2 separate regions of the Sus scrofa genome follow, and region 2 is linked to region 1. The links are chromatin contacts, called in public Hi-C maps. All regions are on one chromosome and are shown on one strand. Each heading gives the region's core, a stretch centred on a gene start, on an enhancer-like site or on the middle of the called end of the contact. The rest is flanking DNA. Distances are from core to core; before and after follow the strand shown. Region 1 holds the start of ZNF322 (zinc finger protein 322). Region 2 holds the start of LOC110261671 (histone H2B type 1-H-like).

What was found. Hi-C and Micro-C count contacts between places; a contact is called where the count stands out from the background.
Region 2: a contact with region 1 is called in a Hi-C map of skeletal muscle, with 9 times the contacts expected there. The contact joins the promoter of LOC110261671 here to the promoter of ZNF322 in region 1. A contact is called at or near these places in 3 of 5 promoter capture datasets (fetal liver, fetal skeletal muscle and liver) and 2 of 47 Hi-C or Micro-C datasets (liver and skeletal muscle).

The regions. Positions count from the first base shown.
Region 1 is chr7:21,142,030-21,144,734 of Sscrofa11.1, reverse strand. It overlaps ZNF322 (zinc finger protein 322), which reads left to right and starts at 1,331. Exons shown (of 2, transcript XM_021099814.1): 1 at 1,331-1,503.
Region 2 is chr7:21,581,152-21,583,856 of Sscrofa11.1, reverse strand. LOC110261671 (histone H2B type 1-H-like) reads left to right here and starts at 1,335. Exons shown (of 2, transcript XM_021099844.1): 1 at 1,335-1,572; 2 at 1,575-1,814. The coding sequence starts at 1,383. The coding sequence ends at 1,762. It overlaps LOC100157763 (histone H2A type 1-H), which reads right to left and starts at 1,122. Exons shown (of 1, transcript XM_001928557.5): 1 at 305-1,122. The coding sequence starts at 1,070. The coding sequence ends at 684.

The DNA of each region.
Region 1 (2,705 bases), core at 82-2,581:
TCTTTAAGGAAAAAGCTGAACAGTTCAACACTTACTGATACTTTCTTATATGCAGTGCAGGGATCAGAACTCAGTTCACTTAATTCTTGTTTCAGTACATTTCTACAATACAGTCACCACTCTTGATGTAGCCATATTTGTACAATGATAGCAAGCATGAGCTCTGGTGGGACTGTTCAAAATTTCAGATTCACTAGTTAATAAATGTGTGATTTTGAGTAAGTTAATCTCTTCCTGCACCAGTTTTCTCCTAAGATAAAAATAATAAACATCTCATAGAATTTGTTATAAGTTAGATAATATATGGAAAATGCAGAGAACAATGTCTGGAACATATACTCTAAAGTATTAAAATTATTCCAAGTATTAAAATGGCTCTGGATAGAATATTTTGGGCCTACTTGGAAATTTTCATTAAAAACAAACATAAAACTAAGGTGCAGATCCTCTGGGAAAGAATTCCAGAATTAGGAACATGATTAGTTAATCGTGATTTAACTCATTAACCCATATGAATTAACTATATAACTGTTAAGACCCTCACCATTCCCTAACCTCAAGTTTTTTCTTCCCAATCCAAGACCTTGGTCACATTATCCAGGCTTCAGCCCTCTACATTTCTCATACTCATCCTTTCCTTTTGATGTCTGAGGGCTTTTAGGAAACTTCTTTTTTCATTGAAAGATTGAACAGTAGGAGGTATTTTTATATATACATACATATGTTTATATATTTACTTCATTCTGAAGGAAACCTCATTTCTGCTACAACCCAAACTCAGGATATTACTTAAGATGATTCTAGCCCAGAAACACAATCAGAAATGGCTGAGAAACCTCTTACTATCAGAGCAGTCCTATCCTCCTCCGCAGTTTTCTCCACCCACACAAAGACAACACCACCCCCCTTTTAAAGCATTTCATCCATCTCTCTGGCCACATCTTCGGTGACAGTGCGCTTCCACTGTGCTTTGGGATCCTCTATTTCTTCCAGATCCTTCGGGGTGTTTTCCTCAGGGTCGGCGACATCCATCTCTTTTGACGCTACTCCTGCTTCGAAACCTCATTCAGCAGCCTTGAGGAAACAGAAGTCGGCAACTAATATTAAACAGCTTTGCTTCTCCTTAGACAAGTTGGCAGCGAGGACCTCTCGTCAATCGCGGACATTCGCCGCGTCAGAAAGAACCCCTAAGTAAAGTCCTGGCCCGCTCCGCCCGGAAACAGTAAGGGCCCGGGAGCGCAGGCGCCCCGGGGCCCCGCCCCTGTTCCAGAGGCTCGGCCCCTATTGGCCCAGAGGCCGGGGGTGGAGAGCCCTAGTTGCTGAACCAGGGATGATCATGTGATTCGCGGGGGCGGGGCTGCGCCTGCAGCTTCCCGGCCAGGCTGAAAGGACAAGGGTAGCTCGCCTTGTCGGCCCTGAAAGCGCCCACTGGATGGCCTGGCCCCAACTGCTCTCGCCGAGCCGCGCAAAGGGAGCTGCTTCTGGCTCTCGTTGGCCTCACAGGTTTGCTTTCCTTCTTTTCCCGAAGGTGGGCCCTTAGATTCACTGCCCGCAGTTTGCGGCCGCCGGGAAGCCCAAATCCGAGTGTCCGGAGAGTAACCGGAAGTGCCGTTCCAGGCGGAGGGGCGGTGCCGCTGCTGCTGGGGTAAGCGCGGCCCGCGGGGCCTGGGAGGGGCATGGCCTGCGGAGCCAGGGATGGGGCAGGAGTCCAGCGGGACCGGAGACACCCCCCCCCCCCAGGCCTCTGCCTCGTAGGAGCAGCCCCCGTTGCTCGCGACCCTGTGGGGTCTGGGAACCCCCTGACGGCGGACTGAAAGGTGGTCAATGAAAAGTTGAAAGAAGAGAAGCTTAGTACTATCGTTCCTGAAGATAATAATAGTAAACACTGCCAGACAGTTTTCTAAGCGATCTGTGTCTTTTATTTTGGGGGAAAAAGCCCCTATGGACGTTGAATGGAGTTCCCCACCCACCGCCCACCCGCATCTTTAATGCAAATTGGTCATGTTGCAGTCGAATCTGTATGCAGGGAATCTGGTTTGATTACTCGAATGACCATTTTTGGAAACGGCGTTATATATAATTTTGTATCTTATGCACTTATCAACTGCATGTTGAGGTTTATAGTGGTAGAACAAGGGTCATTGACCTCAGAAGTTGCGGTAATACACTTTACGGAGAAGAAAAATTAGAACAAGTAGAACAGGACTCAGGGCTTTACTATGAAATTAAAGTTAGTCCTTACTCAGAAGGGTTCTGGATGTTGGGAGCTGTTTGCGAAGGGATCGATGGCTGCTAGTGTCAGGTACTTCTTGCAAGAAAAACAATGTAAGCAAAGGTAGAAAAAAGTAAGTTATGGTCGAAGGATATTGATTAGAGCGGGGAGTATAAATGGGACCAATTTTTTGATGTCTAGCTCCAGAAAAATGATAAATTTCGTTTTTAGAAAATAACAAAAATTATTTTCTACGTTATTGATTTTTTTTTCTCTAGGAGAGGGAAGACTTGAGTGTTGGGCTTAGTTATGGTCTAGAGACCTTTTGGAGCCAAAAGGAAACAGTCTTAAGTCTCTGTTGTTACGGTAAGTAGTATATCAAGCTGTATGTTTCTATATAAATGGTGGATTTTTAATGAGGGAGAGGAGGCTGGGAGAGGACAAGAAGGAATGGGAAAAGATACACTGAAAAAGGGAATGACCCTTTCTTAGT
Region 2 (2,705 bases), core at 86-2,585, 440 kb before region 1:
CCACACACACACACACACCACACACTAGCATTAGCAATGAAGTGTCCTACAGCTCTCTCTGCCTTATTTGCCAATATTGAACTTTGTTATTTGCCTGCACTTACAAGCCATGAGTTTGGTGATGCCTATTCTCTGCTGCAATCTCTGCAGTTTCCTCTACTTCCCAATTTCCTTTAATCCTCAAACAAGCTGTTACCTCAGAATTTACCCCTCTATGCTCCCTTTATATTCCTGTGCTTATCTCTTGCTACATTGCACCTTGTTTTGGTTTCTCCCTGTTAGATTTTCTTTGGGATAAGTGGTGTTTTATTAACATTGTATCTTTAACGAATGACACGTGTCATAAGAATTTATTGAAAACAAATGCACTACTTTGTGCCTGCATTTCTTGAAATAACAACTGTCTTCATCATTATTCTTAGAATGAGCTTAACAGCATCCAATACCGTCGTTGTTTCAACCAAGTTTAGAATACTCTTGACATCTCAATATTAAATCATGAGTCAGTCTAGAATCTTGCAGATTCATTGGCCTTTGAACTAGTCTAACACAAATGTCATTTTGTTGACAAGGGCTGCTAAATACAAGAGGTAAGCTAATTGGAAATGCAAGTGTCACCTTTTTATGATGATAGAAGTGGCTCTGAAAAGAGCCTTTTGTTTTGTTGTTTTTATGCCGAGTACTTATTTGGCTTTGTGGTGGCTCTCGGTCTTCTTGGGCAACAGCACGGCCTGGATGTTGGGCAGGACACCGCCCTGAGCGATGGTAACTTTGCCCAGCAGCTTGTTGAGTTCCTCGTCGTTGCGGATGGCCAGCTGTAGGTGACGCGGGATGATGCGTGTCTTCTTGTTGTCACGAGCTGCGTTGCCCGCCAGCTCTAGGATTTCTGCGGTCAGATACTCCAGCACCGCCGCCAGGTACACCGGAGCACCTGCGCCGACCCGTTCAGCATAGTTGCCTTTACGAAGCAGGCGGTGCACTCGGCCCACCGGAAACTGAAGGCCAGCCCGTGAGGACCGGGTTTTGGCCTTGGCGCGAGCTTTACCCCCTTGCTTTCCTCGTCCAGACATAACTGGGAGACTGAACAGCAGTTGTCAAAGATGACTGAGTCTGAGGTCCCGAAACCACAGTTTATAGCCACTGCAGGGCGCGAAAAGGAAGCTGTACGATTGGCTAACGTTTCACTTTCGTTTTGACCAATGGAAACACGACTAGATAGGATGCGTTCCTTGATTGGGTAAAACAGATCTGTGAGGTCAGTGGAGAGTAACAGCCAATCGCCAGAAAGCTTGTTTCCACCTCATTTGCATAAACCCTAGCCCTTAAAGAGGCGCCTCTCTGGCCTTCGGCTGTTCATTTTACATCGAACGCCAGACTTCATCATGCCTGATCCAGCTAAGTCCGCTCCTGCCCCCAAAAAAGGCTCCAAGAAAGCCGTGACTAAGGCGCAGAAAAAGGACGGCAAGAAGCGCAAGCGCAGCCGCAAGGAGAGCTACTCGGTGTACGTGTACAAGGTGCTGAAGCAGGTCCACCCCGACACCGGCATCTCGTCCAAGGCCATGGGCATCATGAACTCTTCGTCAACGACATCTTTGAGCGTATCGCGGGCGAGGCCTCGCGGCTGGCGCATTACAACAAGCGCTCGACCATCACGTCCCGGGAGATCCAGACGGCCGTGCGCCTGCTGCTGCCCGGGGAGTTGGCCAAGCACGCCGTGTCCGAGGGCACCAAGGCTGTCACCAAGTACACCAGCTCCAAGTAAATGTGTTCGTAGGCAGTGTCAAACCCAAAGGCTCTTTTCAGAGCCACCTAACCTTTTTCAAAAAAGAGCTGTGGTGCTTTGTCTGTCTCTTGGAGGGGCGGGGTGAAGTGCGTAGGGCTCTGGGTGGTAATTGAAAATAACACTTGCCCCAAACTTGCGGTTTATCTGACAGGTGTTCAGGGAAGGAACTCGAGTCCCCTAGATTCAAATGATTTTTAGTACCTTCTGTAAGTGGCACCTGGAAGCCTATAATTTTCGACTTCTGCTGTCTACGTGTACAGGTACTACAAACTTGTACACTGCAGTCCTTCCCCTCATCATTTTGCAGCAGGTCACAATGCCCTGTGAAAATGCAGGAACTAAAGAACAAGTGATCCAGCTACAAGATGTGATCTGAAGAGCTTTCTAACTCCTTAAGAGACAAATAAGTATTCGTGAAAAGAGCCTTTACAAGTTGACGGAAATATAAGATACAGGGGAATCGCCGCTAAGGGCATAGAGGGTTTGGCTCTGGTGCTTCAGGGAACAAAGTCCATAGCCAGGCAGTCTTCGGCTTGGCGTATTTAAGTAGGTTAACGCCGTCAGGATCACGGTGTCTTAAAAAAAATCTCAGCGCCTGGTGGATATCTAGAGGGAACCAGGTGCTCTTGACTCCATCGCTGCGGGCAAGGAACCTAATGGGCTTGGTGATGCTCTGGATGTCACACAGCACCTTACCGTGACGCTTAGAATCACCATTACCCTAGTCCTTCCCTGCCTTGCCTCGGCCTTGCTATGTTGAAAATACATAGAATTCTGTGGTGGCTCAGCTGGCTAAGGATCAAGCATTGTCACTGCTCTGGATCTGATTACTGCTGTGGTATTCCATTCCTGGCCTGGCCTCCTTCCCCGAAACCCCCCAAAAGAAACTAGCATCCAGACTCCAGTCAGATGGTTCTCTAGG